2 separate regions of the Gasterosteus aculeatus genome follow, and region 2 is linked to region 1. A link is a contact called in public Hi-C data. All regions are on one chromosome and are shown on one strand. The core of a region is the stretch at or near the end of the contact, and the rest is flanking DNA. Distances in the headings are between cores, read along the strand shown.

The links. Hi-C and Micro-C count contacts between places; a contact is called where the count stands out from the background.
Region 2: a contact with region 1 is called in a Hi-C map of skeletal muscle, with 2.1 times the contacts expected there. The contact joins the promoter of usp54a here to the enhancer-like site in region 1. A contact is called at or near these places in 4 of 6 Hi-C or Micro-C datasets (skeletal muscle, tail fin and whole body).

What each region holds. Positions count from the first base shown.
Region 1 is chr6:16,792,698-16,798,160 of fGasAcu3.hap1.1, reverse strand. It overlaps usp54a (ubiquitin specific peptidase 54a), which reads left to right. Exons shown (of 23, transcript XM_040177948.2): 18 at 620-821; 19 at 1,625-2,532; 20 at 2,763-2,857; 21 at 3,232-3,348; 22 at 4,674-4,932; 23 at 5,390-5,463. Among protein-coding and RNA genes, the nearest start is that of mmrn2a, 22 kb to the right of the region's middle. Within about 2 kb of position 2,865, at least 2 of the 9 cell types and tissues checked have open chromatin away from gene starts, as enhancers often do.
Region 2 is chr6:16,829,753-16,835,215 of fGasAcu3.hap1.1, reverse strand. usp54a (ubiquitin specific peptidase 54a) reads left to right here and starts at 3,247. Exons shown (of 23, transcript XM_040177948.2): 1 at 3,247-3,357. prorsd1 (prolyl-tRNA synthetase domain containing 1) reads left to right here and starts at 305. Exons shown (of 4, transcript XM_040177958.2): 1 at 305-575; 2 at 1,344-1,469; 3 at 1,625-1,714; 4 at 1,841-2,622. The coding sequence starts at 495. The coding sequence ends at 2,053.

The DNA.
Region 1 (5,463 bases), core at 1,616-4,115:
ATCGCATTCTGTTTGATCGGTCACTCTTATGCACACAGACTCACACACATGCAGCTCTACTGTTGTTGTTTCTGCAGCACAACACAAAAACAGATAAAGAAATACTAAGCTATAAATCTTAATCCCCTCAATAACTGATGCGACAAGCGGGTGAAGGCTGGCCCAAATCGTCCCGTATGTTTAGATGGCGAGAGACCCCACAAATAGCCACATGTCACGATGTAATTATTGGAAACACTCGGTAGAACCATGAGAAAATCCTTGTTGGACAGAGACGGGGCCCAATGCTTTGATTCTCCTGCGGTGTTTCAGGGCATTTTGGCTGACATTTATAATTTTCTTTTAATACAACATTTTGTCTGAATATAATTTCCCAATTGCACAATTGATGACCAGACCTGGGTTATTGAGATCTCTCATGCCCACCATTCTCACACACACAACAATCACGTCTCATGAATTGATTTTCTGTCAGTTGTGTATTTGGTTTTAAGATTTTTGCATGAAATCATCATAACAATAATTTTCTACATTTTTCAGTTGTTTCCTTATTTATTCTTTCCTGTGTTTTTTTTCTTTCTGTTTTGTATTTTTGTGTTGACATGTTATCCGGCTGCAGCCAAACTGCAGCTGGTGGCAGTCAAGGGCGGAGCTAGTAGTCAAAGCCGGCTGCAGCGCTGTATGAGAAGAGCCCGCAGCCTGCAGCAACGCATGCAGCTACTGCAGCAACAGCAGGACTCAGTGGCAGTCAGACAGCAACCACAGCAGCAGCAGAAGGAGGAGCATGAGGAGGGGCAGCAGCAGCTGCAAGAACAGCCCAGGTACCCCCTGTAGTCTGAGCAGCCAAGCAGGAGTAGTATTAGCAAAACGTCACAGGTGCAAAATATAAAATTCCTAACAAGGCTAATTTTTAAAGCAATTTTATAGATGCATGTTCTCTTGATAGATGGTGGACGTGAGCGTTTGTGTATCCATCCGTCCAGTACTCCTGTGCACTGCCTCATTTGCACAGGTTCTGGAAGCAGCCTAGTGTGACGTAGTTTGTCAAGGAGAAGAAAAAGTCAGTGAGAGTAGAGGTACCACAGATTCTGGTTTTTGTCTCTTCCCAGGACTTCATGAAGCTGAACGCAGTCACGGCAAAAACTGTAATTAGACATTTTCAAGTGAAACTGAATCAACCGGCTCTGTTCTCGACTTTAAAGCCAATCATTTATTTGTACTACATGAAACAATTAATTTTGTTTGCTTCTTTAAAAAAATACATGGGGAAGCTTTATCGTGTCATGCTAGTGAATAGGAGACTACGGTTGTGCAACCAACATTACATTTCTTTTGGTCAAACATTATTTATTAGGGACTAACTAACACGGCGGCCTGCAGAGAGCCTTAGCAAGAGAGGTATTTGTTGTGGAGAGACGTGTTGTGACAACCAGCTCATGCGAGTGTGAGCCATGGGGAGAGATTGTCAACACTCTCCAGGAAACAACCTCCAAAAAACAGACACACACACACACACACAACGGGCCAAAGCTCTCGATTGACACCATCTGTTCCAAACATACTGCAGGTCAACACTTACGCACTTCCTTACTTTGTCTGTCTGTCTCTCTCTCTTTCTCTGCAGTGAAAAGCCTCTCTCGCTCCAAATACTTTTGACAGACAGACAATCCGACCAGTCAGCTGACAGTCAGGACCAACAGGCCCCGCCTCTCTCTCCATGCCTTGTTAAGCCCCTCCATCCCCAAACCAACTCCGTGTCTGACTGCGGCTCCGGCGCCGGGGCCCATACAGGTTCACCCAGAGACTACAGCATGACTGGAGGCCCCTGCTTTGTCTTTGGGAAACCCCTCACCAACACTAGGTCCCTCCCTGCCCTGTGCGTGGACAACTTGGAGGAAAACCACTTGGGAGACTTGGCTCCACCCCCTCAATCTAAGGAGGCGGAGCTTCCTCCCCAAAGAACCATAACGGCCCCTATTTGCATCCCAGTAAAGGCCCCGCCCCCGCCCAGGCAACCCTCTCAAACCTCTTCACCTGTTGGCACCGATGACAGGGGTCATCTGACGATGTCGGAGGCGCCTCATTCCACCAGAAACCCACATTGCAAGCCCCCCCCAGCTTGCCCCAGGGTAGCCCCACTCCCATCATCCTACCCAGTCAGGAATTGGTCCTGCTTATACTTGGACCCTCACGATGTCGTCGATTCTCCCGTTGACCCCCCAATCAGCTCGCCTCTTTACTCAACTCTCAACTCCAATTCCAATGTTCTCCCTCTGTCAGCCGTGAGCTGGCCCGCTCCGCCCTCCTCCCCGCCCCCCAGTCAGGACCACATAGCGGCCCTGCCTGTGGAGCGCTGGGCGGAAAACGTCAATAGATACTACGGCTCCCAGAATGCAACGGGAGGAGGGGGAGAGGATGTGCCCTGTGAGGAGCTCTCGGAGCTGGACTCTCTGTACCAGGCCAGTCTGCTGGCTCCCAGCATGCACCGGGGCAGCCGTGGAGTCAGTCCTCAACCGGCCAACAATAAACCAGGTAGTTACTGCAGATATACAAGTTCTATATTTCAAGTTATCCTGATGCTCCTAAATGATGCTAAGCTACCGTCAACAATTCACTCACCACTACAGGGGGATCAGTGTCCCTGTGAGATGTGCAGCTACAGAATAAAGTTATTCCGTATTTGTGTTGTACTGCTGCAACACACCCTTTTATTGTTGGTGTTGTATACAGTTAATGATCATTTGTGTGTGCGTGTGTTTTAGGTGTGAGGAGAATGCTGTCGGGGTCTGGACGCTCCAAGACCCCAACGGCTGAGATTGAGAGATGCGCCTACAGAACACCTGTTACAACTCATAAGGTGTGTGTGTGTGTGTGTGTGTGTGTCCAATAATTATTTTACATGTTTCAGATGAATTTCACAACCCAGTTTAATTTTGTTAATGTTTGCCAGGCCTCTCTGTGGTCTCGTTAGCAATTTGTCTAATTACATTTTAGGCCTTTTCGTGTTTCATTTCAAAGAACAATGATAAACTAAAGGGACACATGTACACCAACAAAGCATACCGGTTATACTCTATCTATAGAGAAGCGGTCGACAGGGTCGATTTGGGGACTATGGCTTTAGTTTCACAAGTTCCACTATTTATTTTCTCCTTTTTTTCAAAACAAACAGTATCTTGATTAAGTAAAGTTTGTAAAATGTTTTTCTCTGCCGGCCTCTTACCTCTGCAGTTGGCTCAAGATGAAGACGAGAGCTACAGTGCAGCAAACCTGCGACGCATTGCACGCAGCCTGAGTGGAAGTGCCATGGGGTCACGACCCCAAAGTCCCAGCTCCTCCCACAGCTGTGTAAGATACAAACACACACCGGACTGTTGACTGGTTTTCAGTTTACATCGTGCTGCCATGTTAGGCTCCTTACACTGTCTGAGCAGCTAAATATATTGTGGGTTTAATTAAGAGGCCACTTCATTCCTCTGCAGCAGAAAAGTGTTTTGTAGAACTGCAAGTGATGCTAAATTCCTCAGTACTTTGAAGGAAATAAATGATCATGTCTTTGCACAGCTACATGTTTTAATGTCTCTACAGCAGTGAAAAGCTTCTGTGTGGAACCCTGTGAACATCTGTACAGCTGTTCAGGTTTCTAAAGCAGCAGCCAGTGCTTCTCTGCAGAGCCTCTTTCTCTCAGTGCCTCTTCTCGGTTGCCGCTGGCGTTCAGCCTTCTTGTATTCCGCCCCCAGGAATCGCCTGCGGGCCGGCGCATTAAAGATTGATCACTGATTTAGTTTCCCATTAGGCTTTTAACCTCGGCCTCGCTGCGAGGCGAAGCCGGCCTGATCTGAACCGACAGCTGAGGCCTGACTCCAGATATCTGACTAAGAAGGAGGAGCAATCCTGATGTTTAGCCAGAGGATTGTATGCCTCGCTGTAGGAGGGTCGCTATAAAAGTCTGTCCGCCTCGTCTGTGATTCAACCACCGACAGGAAAAAAAAAGCAGCGTTGCCAAAGAAAAGCTTTATTTTTTTCTGTTGAACAGAATCAAAGTTCTGACTTATTGTCATTTACTGCCACACAAATCTAGATCCCACGCTCCATCATACCTTCATGAAGAGTAAAACTGAAGTCAACAAGCCACAAAATCAACTTCTGATGAGACGCCAAAGAAAAGAAACAAAAGAATGTCCTAGTAAATCTTTATAGCTCCAGTTGTTATCATATCATTATTGATATTTTTATAAATGTTCAATATAAAAAATCATATGTATAAAAAGCTGCAAAAGGACGAAACTAAGTGGGCTAAGTGGGCAGGTATTGCAGGCTTGAATTAAGGAAAAAATCCTCTTCACCTTTTTCCATTTCTAGAAAAACAAACTTGCATCTTGGAGATACAAGGCTTTCACAAGCGTCTGGTTTTATGTTGTCATTTTTCAGTTTTCCCTCAATCATGTTAACTTGTTTACATTTTTTTTTTATCCTTCCCTTATTCCCCACAATTTCTATTTCCACTTCTCATTCTGTATTTCTTTTCTGTCCCGTGATGTTTTATCATGTTCCTACCCTTTCTTTTCTTCCATCTTTCTCCATCACATATCCTCCTCATTAATAATCCTCCCCTTTTTTATTCTACCTCCATCATCATTTTCATTTATCCTCATCTTTCCTTTGGCCTGAAGGAGCCCCCTATGTCCAGGCCCCCCCTCAAACACTCTACCTCTTCCTCCTCCCTCCTCCGTCGCCCAAGCGCCTCCTCCCTGCCCGTCCCCTCCTCTTCCTCAACCTCCTTCCCTGCAGACCACTCCTCCCACCTCCACCTTCTCCAACACCACCAACCCCGAAACCACGGCCCCCCAGCTCCTGCACATCCTCCACAGCACCCTCCCTTGCAGACATCACGGCCCCCCAACCTGGGCCCCTCATCCTGGGGACACTCAGGTAACATACTGGCCCCCCACCTCCACCTCCACCGTCACTTTCCATGAGCACCATCAAAACCACAACAACTTACATTGAAATTCCCTTATTAATTTATTCTTTTTGTGCTCTAATGTGGGGATTACTCATCAGCAACAGTTTTATTATTTCTCATTCTATATTCTTATTATTAGTGACCGCATCAACTCGTCCCCTCTGTATTCTGATTTTAGTACCCAAAATGTAAATAAATGAATAATTAAATGAATGAATAAATAAACACTTATTTCGGGTTTATGGAGAAAATTAAGCTTCATTTAAATAGAGCTGGTTGCTAACAGAAGTTTACAGTAAAACATTTTCCGATTTAACTGAAAATAGTTCTGAGTTTCAAAAACCGCAGGACATTGTCTGTCAACGTCTCTTATTAAACAGATTTCTGCATGGTTTTCTAATTGCGTCTCCTCCTCCTCTTCAGAAGCTGGACCGAGTCTCCAGCAGCCGTTTCTGGTTGTGTCTGACAGGCGTCCGTCTCTCTCTGGTCAAAGCCTC
Region 2 (5,463 bases), core at 1,998-4,497, 37 kb before region 1:
AACATGCACTGAACTGGTACACGGGATGAGGACAAATGAAATGACAAACATGAATAAATCACTGTGGAAACATGATGACGGTTTAAAAAAGATGACTCCAGGGATCAGTGAGTGAGTAAGAAAATGATGCAAAATCCAACATGCAAGGCCTCTATAAGTGAAAGCAGACGGTTTAATAGCACCAGGACCGGTTTTCATCAGAACACCTCACTGCAATGTTCAAAAAGTCAGCAATCACTTCTTACATGAAAGCCTCGCTGTTGAGCTTCTTGCGTGTATTTCTTTGGAACTCGGAGGAGCAAACAGAAGAGGTCCAGAAGAGGGCAGCAGCGACATCAGCTGCTGTGAATCACAGCCGCGAAGAAGAGTTCTTCTTCTTCTCTTCTCCACTGTGCAGCTGTTGGTTTCTGTCCACCGCAGAGACTCCGAGCACCAGTCCTCGGCAGATTTCTCTTCGTTCATTTAAAGAGAGAAACCTTGTTTTTTAGTCGGCGATGGCTGAAGGGCTGCGGTCGGAGCTGGATGAATTCCTGCAGGGTTTAAACATCCAGACGACGTGTGTGGATCACCCGCCGGTAAAAAACCTGCAAACTGCTCCGCTTCACTGCGACGTTAACAAAAAATAAAAAGATTCTTCTAAAGTCAGAAACTTTAGAACACATTTAAAAGCGACATTCGTCATTGAAGCGGCAGGTGTATACGATGCTGAAAGACTACTGAATCATGTTGTTACACATTTCAACGTGTTCGTATCTTCGCCTTCTCTGAAACCACCCGGATGCTTATTTTGAGACACTGCATTAATGATCGAGTGTTCGCACTAATTGTCTAATGCACTGATGCACTGATGCATTGATGCATTGTAATTACGGTGGTGTACTTTCAGCGTCGGGACACGTGGACGTGAACTTGTTATCTGAAGTAACGTTAAAGTTGCATTTCCACTATGCTTTTATGCCGGATTATTCATGGGATCAATCGAACATGAAATCTGGCAAAGACGTTCCTTCAATCATGTTCTTGTTAGAAATAATTAAGGTAACCTAGAAAGCAATAGTTTTTGGAAGGAGTCTGGGACGACATTCTCTCCAAATGGAAAACGTCACAAGTCAGATTTTATTCTGAAATACAAAGATTATACATTCACAAACTACCACACATTTTTAGTGTATTCATACGCCTTATGCGAAATATACATTTTAACGTTTTGAGAAACAGGAAATCATTTTCAGATCCATGTTTAGGGATTTTGTAACACGTTTCGGCTGCAATAACTCAAAGTGACCTGCAGGGGGCGCGATATGATCACTTATTATATAGATATTAAACCTTTTGATCTGCAGGTGTTCACCGTCGAGGAGATGATGCCTCACCTGCAGGACGTGAGCGGAGCCGTAACCAAGAACCTCTTCCTGAAGGACAAGAAGAAGAAGGGCCTGTGGCTGGTGTCGGCTCGGCACGACCGCCAGGTCAGCTCACGCCTCTACGTTCCCCCTCTCACACACACACACACACACACACACACACACACACCTGACCTGACCTGACCTGACCTGCGAGCGTGCGTGCGTGCGTGTGTTTCTCTGCTTTGTCCTGAGTGCATCCTCCCATAATCCCCTTGCAGGTGAACCTCAACAACCTCGCCAAGAAGCTGGGTGTCGGCAGCGGCAACCTGCGCTTCGCAGAGGAGGCGGCCATGTTGGAGAAACTCAAGGTGAGAGGCGGGTTTAAAAAACGCTCACTTCACGGAAACGTCAACAGCGAATCTGGTGGCTCTGGAGTCAAACCAGACGGAAGCGGTACGGTCTGAGTTCTACTTTCTCTGTCGGTCTCCCCCCAGGTGGGTCAGGGCTGTGCGACCGCTCTCGCTCTGCTCTTCGACAAGGACCACAGTGTGAGGTGCGTCCTGGACCGGGACCTGGTGGAGGGAGGCCACGAGCGGGTCTACTTCCACCCCATGACCAACGCCGCCACCATGGGGCTGCGCCCGGACGACCTGCTGCGCTTCCTCAAGGAGACGGGCCACGAACCCGTCCTGGAGAGCTTCGAGTAGGACTAAAGCCCGAGCAGCCTGCAGCGGTTAAACTGGGACCTGGAAATAAGCCAGATATGAGTTCTGCTTCAAAGATTCTTTTAGAAGGATTGCAAATGATGGAACCGGGGCCGTCTGCGGATTTGTTCTACACATTACACGCTGTTGTGGCCAAAATAATTAATTCAGATTCATCACAAATATGTCTCTTTATTGGCAAGTTATCATTACTATATATGGAATTATTTAAAAGGCGTTGGAACATTTTAAATTGTCAATTTTTTTTAATATATCACAGTTATCGGGAAAGCTGCTACGCGAGTAGATCAAGTGAAACGTAAAAAGTCTTCAGAGGGAACAAGTAGGAAGCTTGTGATGTTCATTTAGTTTCTAATGAATTGAAATACTGAAGCTCGTGAACCCAACGGGGACATTTTGGACGTCTCTGATCCATTTAGAGACCACCGGTTGAAGACAAAGACGTTGACTGTTGGTTTGTTGACAGACGTCTGTGACTTTGTGAAGCTGTTTGTTGGAGGATCAGACTTTGTGGTTTTCCATGTTTAAGCTCAGTAAAGAAATATGCTGTTGATTGTTTCAACCTCACTTTTTCCTCAATTCTAATTCCTTTTAAGAAATTTAACTTAAATTATTTAATTTTGACAAAATAGACGTTTGATCAAGTTGATTGCCGTTGTAGTTAAGAGCAGGCACTTTTATTAATAATGTGTGTTACTCCAGTTGATGTCCCACATTGAGGCTGTGAGGGACACTTTAGCACCATGTATAAGTCACTACCTTTATGAGCTGTGACTAATGGCTCTACTAATTGTTAAAAAATCATTGAACCATTTATAAATCATGAGCCACTGTGTTAACAGTAAGCCAAAGTCCACAGCTTGTACTCTTTATTCATAACCAAATACAATTAATGTCTAATTGTCCAATATCTGATTTTTCCTTTTTATATTACTTAGTTAAACAGTAGCAGTGCTCAAAAGTTAGGGATTGATGTGACTAGAAAGCTCAATAACCTACTTTTTATTGAACTTTTTGAAATGTATTTTTATTTAGCATTTAACTAATTTTAAATATGTATTATAATATATATATATATATATATATTTAACATAATTGTGTTCTTTATCAATTACTTAAGTCTCTCTATCTATCTATATATAGAGACACTGCACCCCTTTGGACTGCAGGAATGTCGTCATTCTAGTGCTTTCATTTTGAAAGGACGACCGGACGTGGTCGGTGTTTGCTGACGTCACCTTGGTGGCTCCTCCAGGCTTCACTCATCCGTCCCTCAGAGTCTGAAGGTAAGCAGCTGGCTACTGGGGGGGCAGTGACGCAGGTTTAATGTTCATCGGACTGTTCGCTCTTTAACCGGCACCTGCTGCGCAGTGTCTTTATACGCGCGTGTGCGCGCGTTACTATCCGCGTGCACATTGACGCTACGCGTGCACAGCACATGCATCGGTCTTTCTGCTGCTGTGAAACAGATGCTACTCGTGTTTAAAGCTGCAGGAGGAGAAGCTTCTATGTACGCGTGCGTGCGTGTGTGAGTGTTGCGCGTGTTCGTACGTGTGCGTGGGCCTCGTGTTTCTGCAGGATTCTTCTGTTTTCTGTTGTTTCTCTTCACTGATTCTCTGCACGAAAAATATTTATATTGTAAAAGTTTCTGAATTATTATATATTTTATATATTTATACATTTAGAAAGGTGACCAGGAATTAAAATCAAGGGTTAAACTAAAGTTAAGTAACTAAAACAAGCCACATTTTATAATAGTTAATAATACAACTATTATTGTGTGGGCATGCATGTTTGGATTTATTTGACATCACCACACTCTCTAACTACTCAGATGATGTCATCGTTATGTCACAGCTCTATCATAAAAACATTAAACCTGCTCACAGACTGAAGGTGGGGGGGGGGTCCAGCCAAGCTTTAATGAAACAGACAATTCAGTTGCAAAATGGGAATTTTGCACAAATTTAGAGCATTCTTCTTTTCAATAATGACATCCTGGAGGACAGTTAAGAGGAGACAAATTGATGTAAAGTTGTGAATTTCAGCGGTTTATAGAATAAAAGTAAGTCATACAACTCAAAGTCTTTCTCTCTCTCTCAGTCTGCATTCCTAATGAGAGCGGCTATTGTTGCATTGTTGTGTAAAATTAGCAAATGAATAAAACCTTACATGCTGACACTCAGTTCCCACGCCGAGTGTTTGTGTGTGTGTGTGTGTGCGGCTGCCCCCCCACCCCCCCTATCTCTTTAAAAAGAGATTAGTTGTGAAAAGTCTTATTATATTTTATACTTATTCTTAGAATGAGTTGGTAAATCAAGAAATGATTAGGCCCATAAGCAGTAGTTCCTTTTTAATCTAAGGGGGTGTAACGTTATCAAGATAATTAACTTAAAGTAAACAAAAAAAGATGCAACCAAAACGGGTGCTTTCCCCGTTACATTACATCATGAATTTAGATTTAGATTATTTTTGTCATTGCAGTAACATATGATCTGCATTTTGATGTTGCAGGTGACTGCACAGGAGCTTTTTATAAAGAAACAATGGATTTGTTGGTTAACTTTTTACACAGTTGTATGTACAGGTGCCTGATAGAAGTAGAAGTACAGAGTTCTGTAACACTCAAGTAAAGTACGGGTACATCAACGTTGTATTACGTACTCTCTCATCTCAATGGCCTCTCGCCTATTGCAGTCTGTCGGCCGTGGGCCTAAGCTGGAGATCTATCGCCGTGGCGACAGAGAGCAGGCTGGTCGCCATGGGAGACGAGACGGAAATAAGTGTGTGTCATTATTTGTGTTAGTGTGTGTGTGTGTGTGTGTGTGTGTGTGTGTGTGTATTTTCTTCTCCCACATATGATTACAGTGATACAGAACCCGACGGGCTGCTTCCACACCCGTGTAACTGAGACTTTGAGTGTGTATCTTTTTTTAGGGACACGATGTGGTGCACACACCGATAAGAAAAGCAGCCGACTTCAATTTACATGAGGCTGATAATACTTCTGTGTTTCAAGTAAGAAGGAGTTAGTCATTTTTGAACTGAGGTCTGAGTGCATTCTCAACATTTACAAAGAAGACGCTATAGCAGCTGGATATGTATAACATGTGAGGAGCTGGTATTTGGATCGTTTCATAACTTTTGTACATTTTCCATCCTTTTAAATGACCCCATGACCTTGCCTCTATTGCCACCCTCAGGACAAACATTGCATAATAGCTGCACTATCAAAGTTGTTTAGACGTTGACTGCAGCAGACTGCTGCATTGTTTTTATTCTTCTCCCTCCTGGCGTTTCATCTCCAATATGAAATTACTCAGAATATAATTCTTCTTTGTTTTCGGCGTTTGCATCTTTCATTAATTGGTTGTTTCATCCTGCGTGTGTTT